Linked DNA regions of Zea mays: region 2 is linked to region 1. A link is a contact called in public Hi-C data. All regions are on one chromosome and are shown on one strand. Each heading gives the region's core, a stretch centred on a gene start, on an enhancer-like site or on the middle of the called end of the contact. The rest is flanking DNA. Distances are from core to core; before and after follow the strand shown. Region 1 has its middle 8.1 kb from the start of LOC103650157. Region 2 holds the start of LOC100382622 (ribosome biogenesis protein BOP1 homolog).

The links. A called contact is a pair of places that touch in the nucleus more often than the background predicts.
Region 2: a Hi-C map of leaf shows a contact between it and region 1, with 4 times the contacts expected there. The contact joins the promoter of LOC100382622 here to the enhancer-like site in region 1. A contact is called at or near these places in 2 of 25 Hi-C or Micro-C datasets (leaf and tassel).

The regions. Positions count from the first base shown.
Region 1 is chr3:64,884,080-64,891,209 of Zm-B73-REFERENCE-NAM-5.0, reverse strand. No RefSeq gene overlaps it. Among protein-coding and RNA genes, the nearest start is that of LOC103650157, 8.1 kb to the right of the region's middle. Within about 2 kb of position 3,484, at least 9 of the 20 cell types and tissues checked have an H3K27ac peak or open chromatin away from gene starts, as enhancers often do. A contact at or near this core is called in leaf, where this site is marked.
Region 2 is chr3:65,115,556-65,122,685 of Zm-B73-REFERENCE-NAM-5.0, reverse strand. It overlaps LOC100382622 (ribosome biogenesis protein BOP1 homolog), which reads right to left and starts at 3,978. Exons shown (of 17, transcript NM_001384191.1): 1 at 3,863-3,978; 2 at 3,679-3,771; 3 at 3,408-3,562; 4 at 1,809-1,926; 5 at 1,191-1,292. The coding sequence starts at 3,961.

The DNA.
Region 1 (7,130 bases), core at 2,235-4,734:
GACCCACTCACCCAGTCAGCCTCGCGCGCGCGATTCCCTCGCGACGCCGCCAGGTGGGCCCCGCACCATCTCGCCAGCATCGGCTTCACTCAACAAACTCGCCGCTGCTCGGACTCTGTTACCGGGTTGTTGGCCGGATTTTGCTCATCAGCCGTTGTTCCTCGCCGAGGCATGCAGTGGACCAAATCCCCCTGCTTGGGTATTTATGCACGCACCTCGCCTCCCTTGGCCACACCAAAATCTGACCCTGAACCACACCAGTAAAAGCACCATGTTCTTGTCGCAGTCGGCGGAGAGAGAAATTGAGAAGAGAGGGATGGGCGAGGAACTCCACCACGCCACTGCAACCACGCGCTGCGCCGCCGCCATAGGTTTTCACGTGCGGGCTCGCTCGAGACAGTGGATCCAGCGCGGGATTCTGTTGGAATTCGGTCGGTTCATCGCGGAGCATCGAAGGAGAGGGCATCGTCGCAATTCACCCCGTGTCGTGGCCAAAGACCTCCAAGCCATTATTCCTGGGTAAGACCTCACAAATTAGCTCGAATTAGTTCCCTGCGTCGCGCTACTGTGATCGACGGTAGGGGGTTTGTGTGCCGAGTCGGCCTCGGGCCGAGTGTTGGGGGTGCTCCTCCGGCGTGATGCCACCGTGCGCCCTGCTAGCTGCCGCAGCTGGGCGTTCAACTGGGGAAGATGAGTATATGGCCGTTGGATCAGATATCTGCGGGCAGGGTTCAATCGGGTTAAAACGGAATGATGACCGTTCGATCCGAATGGACGCATTATATTGGATTCTAGCGCACCGTTTGTGGTTAGATCTGGTTCGTTGGATTTTGATCCTAGGGTCTGCGTAGTGTTCTGATTAGAGTTAGATGGAATCTAATCCTGACCGTATGCAGCCGATCAAACGGCTAGGATCGTTCGGTACCCCTTCACCGAAGTCGTTTTACAAAAGAAACCCTCGGGTCCGGTTGATTAAACCCACAGTCCACACAGTAGCGCTATGTGTCTTAGGATTTCTTATGCGTTAGCCCCTGCCCTTTCCTATAATTGACGCCCAGTCCAGGAAATTAGAAAATCAGGGAAAATGAAATAGGAATTTATTTTTAATGCAAAAATAAATACTAGAACTTGTGTAAATCATAGAAAATTCATTTTAACTCGTTTTTGACCCGTTCCAATTTCTATAATTGTGTATTAATATTGTTTAGCACTTAATGACTCTGTTTTAGCATGAAAACTATATTAAATTTGACCACTTAATTATTTCCGTATCAAACACATAAAATCTTCGGAAATTCATAACTCCTTAACCGTAACTCCGATTTTAGTGGTTCTCATTCTCACGATCTCGTAGCGACGTGTAGATCATTATTATGCAGTATATTCTTATGTTTGGTGTGATGTTAATTTTATCTATACCATGTTTGTTTGTATTGCTACGACTAGCGCGAAGACACGTGTCATCTGAAAGGCATGTTGGTACCTGGAATCTCAAGTCCCAGGCAAGTTGTGCCCTTGACCACTTCTTACCCAATAATGTTCTTTGATGTCACATGTTCATGCATAGGTTTAATTTTGATGGAACCCAATAGGTTACCCTAGATTGTTTATCTCATTACCTTGTTTACCCCTGAATCACTTGGGTAGTTTGCTATTGCTTTACATGGATTTGGGATAATTATTTATCATATTTATGTTCCAGTTATTTTGTTATTCTATTTATGTTCATGTCAAGATCATTAATGTTAATTAGAACATAGAGCTTAACTTGAGAAACACGTGCCACCACAAGGGTTTATGGACGCCCTTGGCTGATTAATTAGGAAAGCTAGTGGAGAACTACCTTACCCAAAAGGGGCAAGGGCAGTAGGGGAGTGGTCAGTGTAGGGAGGTCCTTGGTTGATTTTGCTGCGATGGCGGTCAGGCAAGAACCCTGCATTGGAGCTTCCTATAAACTGTAGCGGGTTTTCTGAAGCTAGTGGAACTTTGTAAAGGCCTCGTAGTGTTACCCTGCCTCGCCTCCTCGGTAGAGGTGTATGGGAAGTCGCGATCCCTTGGCAGATAGGTAACATGACTTGTGGGTAAAGGGTACCACCTCTGCAGAGTGTAAAACTGGTATACTAGACGAGCTCACGGTCATGAGCCGCTCAGGACTCTCTGATGATTAAATTATGGAACTAAATTCAATTTGTCATATGCATTGCATCGCAGGTGATGTTGTTACTTTTGTTCTACTACTTAATTGGGTTGGTATTTACTTATACTTAGTAATTGCTAATAAAATTTTGACCAACTTTAAAAGCAATGCTCGGCTCTAACCATCCTCTTTGGTAAGCCTTACACTTCACGTGAGCTCCCACCTTTGGCGAGTTCATGCACATTATTCCCCACAACTTGTTGAGCGATGAACGTATGTGAGCTCACTCTTGCTGTCTCACACCCCCCACAGGTCAAGAACAGGTACTACAGGATGAGGCGCATGGAGGATGCTGCGATGTGTTCGTGAGAGGTCTAGGTCGTCGTCTCCCAGTCAACTTTGGGTTGCTGGACCGTTGTCTCCTTATAATGTAATTACTTATTTATTTTGTATAGAACTCCTATTATATAGTAAAGATGTGACATTCGATCCTGTGCCATGATTCATCATATGTGTGAGACTTGGTCCCAGCACACCTGGTGATTGTTCGCGCCCGGGTCTTGGTGCCCCGAAATCCGGGTGTGACACTTCAAGATATTCAAGAGGACATTCTGGTATCTATTCATTTATTTTCTATTGCAGTCAATATAAACTAAACTGCATGAAGTAGCAATTTATTCTCTTTGTTCTCTATTTTTAAACTGCAGGAAACAACAATATAACTGCAACAGCAGGTAGTGTAATGTTGGTCGATGGTCGCTGGGCACAATGAGGAATGGAGGATTGCTGGAAGTTGTTGTCTACAGAATGCATACTTATCACTTGATGCGGTCTAATTGTCTAAATCTGGTGGCTGGGTGCATGTGATGTTGATTTTGACTTATCTATCCTATAAATCTATAATCATTGTGATGTAATAATGTAATATTACTAGTTCTCAAGCTTACAGCTTGCTGCTTGTGCTTTTGCACTCTTTGAAGTTTGTCAAACTTATCTATAATCATATGTATGGTGCAATGTTGATTATTTGATATTTACAATACTGTTGGTGTATGTGTTGTTCTCGCGGGTATGGGTAACCCATCGGGTAAATTTACCCGTACGGGTGCGGGTACGGGGATTTTTTGTACCCGTGACTGAATGTGGGTATCTTAACAGGTGTATTTTTATTAGGCGGGTACGGGTGTGGGGACGTGGTATAGGTGGGTATGTACCCGTTGCCATATCTCGTCCAAACCAACGGGGCAGCTACCAAACCGTCCAATTCCCAACTCTGTATATGAATAGGAACCAAAAGCGGGCTAACCGATCTCGGATCGTTAATGCCCTGGCCGTCCGATCCGAGCAACTTGCATTGTAACGGATCGGCCTAACGGATTCCGATGCCAAGTTAGAGGTGCCGAGGTGGGGGCATGCATGTGGCAACGCCTAACCGACCGGAATATGACACACGCTCTTGATCATTTCTGAGTTATATGGATGGTTCTTGTCGGTTGGATCGTGCTGTGATCTGACTTGATCATGCGGTTTAGCTGCGCTAGTGGAGCTAGCTAGATAGATCGCCGATGGTGATACTGATTTGAGAGACCTTACTTTCTGCGGCCCTCAAGGGTGCTTGGCTGCTTGCTACTAGTAGCTGGATGGCCTGGCTCAAGTCCTAGCACTCTGCCTAGCAAAAAAATCTACAAGTTTCGCAGTCTACTAGCTAGAGACATTTTTCTACACTAATATAATACTAGGGCCACAAGAAAAAATGTAAAAGATTAAATGTGGTAAGTAAAAGAATGTAAAAAAGGACAGACTTGTTAAAGCAATAATCTGCATATTTTTTTCAAGGGCCAGCCCAGCCCGCAAAATTACTCTGGTAGAGGAGCAGGACCGGTGCGCTGTCACATGGATAGACACATGCAGAGCTCAGCCAGAATAATTGAAAAAAAGATCCAGCAGATTAATCTGGTTTTTCTAGAAAGCCTGGCTGCTTTCTAGTGCATGCAGTGGTGCCTCTACATATACATCAGGACTGGACGACTGGTCGACTTGGACGTCCAAATGCTGACGATGCAATTCGCTGTCATCAGTTGTGATTGTGAGCTCATCAAACAAGTACCTACTGTACGTCTGTACATAACATCGTAGTCGGCTGTTGGGCAGTAGCTAGTGTTCGATCACTTTCTGTAGAAGAGCTTTTACTTGTATTGTTGGTTATGCACGTGGTTAATTAACCGTAGGCCACTCTTCAGTAGTGACGTCGTCAGATCTGACCTCGGCACGCCTCTCTCTCTCCAGTATCCACTCCATGGATCAAATTAAACCACGCACCACCAACACAACCAAAGCATCGTCTTCACTGAAAAAATGAAGAAAAACAAATTACTAAAGGATTATTTTGTAAATATTGATCTGTGTTTGTGGGCCTCCGAGTGGTGGATGTGAAGGGCTGTAAAAGATAACGTTCATATCCGGTATGTACAGAATATTTTTCCCTTCACTGAAAAAAATTCTTTGCATACCGGATGTAAAGAATCTCTTTTACAGTCCCTCACATATACCAGCTGCTGGTCCATATAAATAGAAGAAAAACAAATTACTAAAGGATTATTTTGTAAATATTGATCTGTGTTTGTGGGCCTCCGAGTGGTGGATGTGAAGGGCTGTAAAAGATAACGTTTATATCCGGTATGTACAGAATATTTTTCCCTTCACTGAAAAAATTCTTTGCATACCGGATGTAAAGAATCTCTTTTACAGTCCCTCACATATACCAGCTGCTGGTCCATATAAATAGAAGAAAAACAAATTACTAAAGAATTATTTTGTAAATATTGATCTGTATTTGTGGGCCTCCGAGTGGTGGATGTGAAGGGCTGTAAAAGATAACGTTTATATCCGGTATGTACAGAATATTTTTCCCTTCACTGAAAAAAATTCTTTGCATACCGGATGTAAAAAATCTCTTTTACAGTCCCTCACATATATCAGCTGCTGGTTCATATAAATAGAAGAAAAACAAATTACTAAAGGATTATTTTGTAAATATTGATCTGTGTTTGTGGGCCTCCGAGTGGTGGATGTGAAGGGCTGTAAAAGATAATGTTTATATCCGGTATGTACAGAATATTTTTCCCTTCACTGAAAAAAATTCTTTGCATACCGGATGTAAAGAATCTCTTTTACAGTCCCTCACATATACCAACTGCTGGTCCATATAAATAGAAGAAAAACAAATTACTAAAGGATTATTTTGTAAATATTGATCTGTGTTTGTGGGCCTCCGAGTGGTGGATGTGAAGGGCTGTAAAAGATAACGTTTATATCCGGTATGTACAGAATATTTTTCCCTTCACTGAGAAAAATTCTTTGCATACCGGATGTAAAGAATCTCTTTTACAGTCTCTCAAATATACCAACTGCTGGTCCATATAAATAGAAGAAAAACAAATTACTAAAGGATTATTTTGTAAATATTGATCTGTGTTTGTGGGCCTCCGAGTGGTGGATGTTGATAGTCGCCTAGAGGGGGTGAATAGGGCGAAACTGAAATTTACAAATATAAACACAACTACAAGCCGGGTTAGCGTTAGTAATAAAGAAATGAGTCCGCGAGAGAGGGCGCAAAACAAATCACAAGCAAATGAAGAGTGTGACACACGGATTTGTTTTACCGAGGTTCGGTTCTTGCAAACCTACTCCCCGTTGAGGAGGCCACAAAGGCCGGGTCTCTTTCAACCCTTCCCTCTCTCAAACGATCCCACGGATCGAGTGAGCTTTCTCTTCTCAATCACTTGGAACACAAAGTTCCTACAAGGACCACCACAAGTTTGGTGTCTCTTGCCTCAATTACAAGTGAGCTTGATCGCTATGAAAGAATCAAAGAAAGAAGAAAGCAATCCAAGCGCAAGAGCTCGAGAGAACACAAGCAAATCACTCTCTCTAGTCACTATGGCGTTGTGTGGAATTTTGGAGAGGATTTGATCTCTTTGGTGTGTCTAGAATTGAATGCTAGAGCTCTTGTAGTAGTTGGGAAGTAGAAAACTTGGATGCAATGAATGGTGGGGTGGTTGGGGTATTTATAGCGTCAACCACCAAAAGTGGCCGTTGGGAGGCTGTCTGCTCGATGGCGCACTGGACAGTCCGGTGCACACCGGACATGTCCGGTGCCCCTGCCACGTCATCACTGCCGTTGGATTCTGACCGTTGAAGCTTTTGACTTGTGGGCCCGCCTGGGTGTCCGGTGCACACCGGACATACACTGTTCCTTGTCCGGTGCGTCAGTATGGGCGCGCCTGACTTCTGCGCGCACTTCGCGCGCAATTAATGCGCCGCAGGTAGCCGTTGGCGCGGAGGTAGCCGTTGCTCCGGAGTTGCACCGGACAGTCCGGTGCACACCGGACATGTCCGGTGAATTATAGCGGACTAGCCGTTGGAGATTCCCGAAGCTGGCGAGTTCCTGAGGCTGCTCCTCCTTGGCGCACCGGACACTGTCCGGTGTACACCGGACAGTCCGGTGAATTATAGCGAGAGTGCCTCTGGAAATTCCCGAAGGTGGCGAGTTTGAGTTGGAGTCCTCTGGTGCACCGGACATGTCCGGTGGTGCACCGGACACTGTCCGGTGGCACACCGGACAGTCTGGTGCGCCAGACCAGAGGTGCCTTCGGTTGGCCCTTTGCTCCTTTGTTGAATCCAAAACTTGATCTTTTTATTGGCTGAGTGTGAACCTTTTACACCTGTATAATCTATACACTTGGGCAAACTAGTTAGTCCAATTATTTGTGTTGGGCAATTCAACCACCAAAATTAATTAGGGACTAGGTGTAAGCCTAATTCCCTTTCAATCTCCCCCTTTTTGGTGATTGATGCCAACACAAACCAAAGCAAATATAGAGGTGCATAATTGAACTAGTTTGCATAATGTGAGTGAAAAGGTTGCTTGGAATTGAGCCAATATAAATACTTACCAGATATGCATGGATTGTTTCTTACTTATTAACATTTT
Region 2 (7,130 bases), core at 2,729-5,228, 230 kb before region 1:
AGTATAAGAGAAGATCCAAAACAAGCCCTGTGATTACTGACACCATTATGCAGGTGCACATACAAGACTGTGCTGTTCAGACAAAAAAGTAGCACCGCAAAGAATAACAGTATGATAAATAAACTCCCAAATTCACTAGTGAATGCATAATTGAGACATAAAACTTGTGACTGCATAACTAAGTCACCTGCTACTTCCTAAACATGTGATATGATGAGATGCCCTAGGTGGGCTAGTTCATGGTTCATGCAGAGGGATTGAACCAATAAGCAGTGATGTGTCATATCATAGCAATGCGCCCAAATTCCCAAAACAATCGAACTTAACTCTAAATAATTTAGTTAAAATCATTAAGATTAGAAGATATGCTTACAGGTTACAGTGACGTGATAAACAATGAAACAATCTTGTTCCACACTCTCAAACTGTCTATTTCATGGGTCATCTTCCACATCCCTAGCAGCCACCACCTCACTGCCTAAGCAACCAAATATCTTCCAGAAATGTGTGATGACATGTGTGACTACATTCTTTCAAATGTTCTCTTCATGTAGTTCTAGCCTAGGCTACTAATAGACTTGCACTGCCTATGCAGGTGATGCACAAGACACATAGATTGTCGCATAATCAATGTGGCAGGACAACAACAACACAAAGTGTTAAGCCATTGTTGAAGTGTCTTTTATTTTATCAGCTTGGTCCCAGATTTTGAAACATTATAATTACAACATGAAATGTAGATGTAGTATGATGAAATTAAAAGAAAAAAAATAGTAAGAGATAGATAATCATCATAAAAATAATTTAATATTTAACTCATGGCTATTCATTAGATCATTGCATAACACTGCTCAAGGAAAGGATAGACCCAGTGCTGAAAGCTCCCACATGAGTGGGGTCTGTGGAAGGAATAACCGAGGCAAGCCTTACTTCTGCATTTTTGCAGAGAGGCTACATCAAACCTAGGACCTTTGGCTCAGTGGGGAGGCTTCCACCACTGTGCCCGGACTGTCCTTCCATTGCATAACACTGCTCAACGGGATAAAATATTTAAATGAATCTGTATAGATACCTGAGAAGAACTCAATAATAAGACATTCATGATCCAAGCAGTCAGATCCCTTGGAAAAAATTCAAACCAAATAAAAAGAATGGTCTAAAAAAAGGGAGGGATGAGATAAATGATATACCTTCTTCTGCTCCCACTTTGAAGGTACAAATCGCCTCTTTGGCTCAGGGGCATTAGAAAGAGGATGACCTTTATCCTCGTATTCAAACCAATCAACATAATCCTAGGATAAAAGTTAATCAGTATGCCACATCCGTGCAGTATACAAATATGGAGAAAAAAATCATTTAACTGTAAAAGAGCAATCCATTTGCATGAATCTAGATAGCAAAAATTCACTGGCACTATGCATAACGAATTCAAAACTATACAAGTATATATCATGTACAGGTCGATCGGTTATTATCAGTGAAACTAAATTGTAAACAGGCCACATGTCAGCAAGCAATAAGCAACAATTACACATTGTACTTAGGCTAAGGATAGGAGATCTAGTATGAAAGTTTTAACAAAACAACTCACGCAAGTATCCAGTCATTCACAATATAATCCTAGGGTGTTGAATAATCATTTACTTAACATATAAACTTAGCACCATGAGTAATATTTAGCTAAGGATTAAACTTAGCACCTTGAGTAATATTTAGATAAGGATTAAACTTAGCACCTTGACTAATATTTAGATAAGGATTAAACTTAGCACCTTGAGTAATAATTAGATAAGGATTGTAGTACATACTGGATATGGATCAACATTGGTATGTGGAGTCTTTCCCTTTAACAATCTACTAATTATCTTAGCCTCATCCTTTGTAATCTGAACCTCCTCGTCATTATACTCATCATAGATCTTTCTCCTACATTAGGTGAAGAAGAAAAGAAGTTATAAGATTAAGTTAAATGAGCAAAAAAAATAATACCAAATGCAAACAACCAAATGGTATTAGGTATAAGATAAAGAAATTGCATAAGGTAGACAATCAGATGCATCAGCTAACTGGCACAGGGAGATCCAAAATTAACATATTTGAATAATCATGGTTCTCAGAGAAGAAAGATCTATGATGAGTATAGTCTGGAGCACTGAATCAAAGTGACTGTCAATGACTTGCTTAATACAAGTTCTTAGAGAAACTATATATGTACTGAAACGCCATGCAGATAGATTGAACCACATAAACAATGTCCTGTTGTAAGATTTAGGAGTACTGACAGCAATTGAAAGCTTAATTTTTCATATTAAAGTAAATTTAAAATTTTACGGGTAATGTTCTTAGTGGTGATAACCAAAAAGATGATTCAATACAATCAAAATATAAGAATGATGTGTCAATGTATGACACACTAGGATCTAACAAAATACTAAGCCCAATCCCCAAGCAGGATGAGCCTACAAATATTTAGCAACTCTTTGACGTTCATCCTCGCTTCACACAAAACGATCAACCTAGAGCTCCTAAATTTTGACTGTTATATATTTGTTTGCTACTAGTTTATTACTGTACATGTCATAAAGCCAGGTCTAATCCCAGCATTTAAACATTTAGGTCACACAAAACACTGTGATTGGTCCAGGGTGTAAACAAGGATTAAAGCTCAAAATTCATACAGGCCATTGTTGGGTAGGAATGTAGGATGATAATTCAATAACAGAAGCCAGGTCTAATACCAGCATTTAAACATTTAGGTCACACAAACCACTGTAGTTGGTCTAGGGTGTAAACAAGGATTAACACTCAAAATTCATACAGGCCGTTGTTGGGTAGGAATGTAGGATGATAATTCAACAATAGTATCTATTATAGATATCAGTATATCAAGCAAGCTCAGATGAAATTGGCACAGGATATTATCCTAATAATTACAATTAATTTGCTAAAACCAGATTGTAAAAACAGTCCTTAATGACAGAAATCTCATGTATAAACCATGGCCACACTCATCTCCAATTAGCTCATTCTGCTTAGAGATGTTTTAACTCTGCAGTCTCCAGAAACACAAGTTTGGCTACAAATTCATAACACTAACACGCCAAAAATACAAGGGAAAATAACTCTGCAACACCCTAAAATGTGTAAATTGGACATCAGCTGCCAATGTGAACTTCATAAGTTCCAGGACGACTTGTTTATAATATGCTGATGTTGTTTTCCAGCTTACAAATTTTCTGTAAAGTTACCACTGGAGCAAATTATCCCAAATGTCATATTACAAATATATGGCATTATAAATATCTGTCATTACTATGAGGCATTCTCAAAGCATAATCATTCGTCCATTCAAGATTGGTCAGAACTAAAAACAGCTAGTTGAGTGACTGAGCAAGTTCAAGCCTTACCAATTCTTGGCATCATCTGCGTTCCTGAGGTAGGCTTCAATGCGCCCCTCCCTATCACGTTTCTTGATCTTCCTCCCATCGATGTCATACCCAATGTGCTCTTCGTCTTTGTACCACTCAAGAGGCACGTCTCCCACGGTATTCCTTGGCGCCACCTGCAAACAACACGAAAATTAACTCACTTTAACCTCAAATACTCAGAAAACCAAGATAAAAACGGAACAACAAAAGAGTTTGCCAATCAGTAGCTTAAACAACGCAAATGATTCACCTCATCCTCCGAAGAGTCGCTCTCTTCCGCCACCGCAGCCTCGTGGGACTCACCGTCGGAGCCGGAGCCGCTATCCTCAAACGACAACGTCTCCTGCGCACAACACAAAACCACAAAACTTACTCAGAAATAGAACATCGCAAAAAAAAAATCAGGACAAAGGTATAAAAAGAACCTCTCCCACCTCATCGTCGTCCTCGGACCAGACGCCGTCGCTCCACGAAGAGTCGTCAGCGGAGAGGTCGTCGCCCTCGTGCTCGTGCTCTCCGTCGTTGTGACCCATTTTAGGCGTCTGAAGGCTAAGTATTGGCGTGCGGCTGCGTGTGAGAGACTGAGAGGGGAAGGCGAGCAGCGGAGGTAGAGGCGGGGGCTAGGGTTTTAGGCGGCAGGGACTTTCGCTGCGCGTTGCTAACCGGCGAGGGATGGGCCGAGCCACTGGCAAAGAGCAAACAGTTTCCATGACTTTGATAATGGGCCCTCCCCTGTTACGGAAAGAAGACAAACCTCCTCGACTTTTGCATTCGTGCGATTTAGGGGCAGTTTGGTTAAGGAAAAATTCCTAGTATGGCCAGTAACGGACCTAAATTTTTACATAGAGTGTATCGCAATAAAAAATTTATGTACAATTTTATCTAGTGTACATATAATTATATAGTAAATTTGGTAAACAATTTGATATATAGATATAAAGTTTGACACTCAATAAATAAGCATGAAAATTGCATTCATTAAACATAAAGATTGCAATAATACTACTTATCTGGCATGTGCTTCCTCAACGCCATAAAAGTTTCAATTATATCTTCTTCATTCACTTCGAAGAAAATATCCCTCTCGATGTATGTAACAAGACAATCATCCAAAAGACTATCACATGTGTTGTTTCTCAATTTAGTCTTCACCAAACTCATTGCAGAAAATGCTCTTTCAACACTTGATGTCGCCACCGGCAAAAGCAATACCAATTTGAGAAGCAAATAAACCATATCAAACACCTTATGTCTCTTTGTTTCAGCAAGCTTAACCGAGAGGTCCACAAGATTAGGTATGTCTTTGAATCTATCATCTTCTCTTATACCATCAATATAACTGTCAAGTTGCAAGTCAAGTTGTAACAAGTCAGTGCTTGACATGTCATTAGGATAAAAATCAGCTAGCTTTCGTACCTTGTGTGCATGAAAAGAAGCAAAAAAGTTAGAAGGATCCAAGCTGACATACAAGAAAGCAGCTCCATATTAGCCTCACTAAACCGACTATCAAGCTCTAGGCTAATTTGATCAATGACCCCAATATATACTTCTCTTCTGAAGTGGTCATCATTGGTTTGGTTATGAACAAATCGTGATGATCTTCCATAAAGCTTATAATTTCCATCCATAGCAGGAACATGGATATCATGTTTGTTGCAAAATGAAGTGATTCTTTGAAGGAATTGATCCCAACCATCAAGCTTTAATTGTTGCATTCTTATCTTTGCCACATTAACAAGTGAAATTGCATTGATAATATCTTGCTCCCTTCTTTGCAAACACACTGATAAATCATTTGTATATCCAAGAATAACAAACATTAAGTGTGCATCAAAAACAAAGTCAAATGACTCAAATGCTCCAAGCATAGAATGTATCCTTGTCCAATCACTTCTAATTGTAGTATCATCTCCAAGAATCATGAGAATATCTCGGATTACATGATATATAGTAATTATGTTGCATATAGTTTTGTAATAAGAGCCCCATCGAGTCTCACCAGGCCTAGGCAACCCCATCTCTTGATTCAATCCTCTCCCAGTTTCAAGTTCACCACATTCAAGTGATTTCATGAGATTCTCGAGTCTAGCATCTCGAAGCATACCGTGACGCTTACAAGAAACTCCAACGATATTCAATAAAAGAGTTACTTGATCAAAAAACCACACACAATCATTATTTCCCTTGGCAACAAGAACTAGTTGGAGTTGATGTGCAAAACAATGGATATAATAAGCAGAAGGTGACTCTTGCATGATCAATGTTTTCAATCCTTTAATATCACCTCTCATGTTGCTAGCCCCATCATAACCTTGTCCATGAATTCGTGTCAAAGTCAAGCCATGTGAAGGAAACGGGTGACGCCTAAGAGGGGGGTGAATTAGGACTTCTAAAACTTTCACTAAACTAGGCCACAATTAAATCCCTAGAGCAAAACCTATGCAAATAATCAAACTAGAATGTGCAAACTAGGTTTTGGCTAAGTGTTGCTATCTCTACCGCAATGGATAAGTTTCAATCTACACTATATAAGTATGAATACAAGATTGAAACTTAAATGCTTAATATAAATGTGGAATCTTAAAGAGCAAAGTAGAGAAGCAAACTCTCGTGGATGACGCCGGTGTTTTTACCGAGGTATCCGGAACCACGCAAGGTCCCGACTAATCCTCGTTGGTGCCCCTACGCAAAGGGAAGCCCATGCGAGGGCCAAGCACCTCGATCGAGTACCTCCATAGAGTGCCGCGGGCCTTCTCCACACACAAGTGGTGCTACGCTTCCGGCTCCTCTTGGACGCTCCTCGCCGTCTCCACTATCGAGCTTCCGGTCGAAACACCACGGGCCTCGTTCCCTCCGGTACACGGTGGCAGCCGTGACACAAACACGGTTGTCACGGTCTCGCAAGACTCTCACCCCACTCGGTACAATTACAACGGCTCACACAAGAGCCGAGGGGTTGTGAGGTTTATCTAAACTCACTCAACAATCTAGGGTTCACCTAGAGCAAGCGCTAAAGTGGTCTAACTAACCTAAACACTTGACAAAGCACCTACGCTAATCACCGAGTGATTCTATTAAGCACTTGGGTGTAAGAGCACTTGGGAATGTCTACTATATGCCTTGGTATGTTGCTTGGGCTCCCACACCTGGAAATGGCCGGTTGGGGGTGTATTTATAGCCCCCAACATAAATAGAGCTGTTGGAGAAAAGTTGATGCTTCTCTGCGGCACACCGGACATCACACTGTAGCCTGTCCGGTGCGCCTAGCCGTTGCCCTGTCAGAACAAGTGACCGTTGGCGCCGCAGACTTTCCACACCGGATAGTCCGGTCCTTCACACCGGACAGTCCAGTGGTCTTCTCTTCGGGTGCCACCTGGAACTAGCCGTTGGGCTGCGGTTCCCTGGTGCACCGGACAGTCCGGTGTGCCACCGGACAATCCGGTGCTCCACGCACAGACAGTCCGCAGGCAGCACACGCCTTCAATATTGGACCTTTCTTGATCTTCTTAATGTCTTCTTTTGAGGTGTTGCTTTCATCAATCCCTTAGTCCAAGTAATTCTTGCATCCTGTGAACTACAAACATAAACACTAGAGAAACTCATTAGTTCACGGATTGTGTTGATCATCAAACACCAAAACTCAATTAGTCAAATGGCCCCGGGTCCATTTTCCTTACAATCTCCCCCTTTTTGGTGATTGAT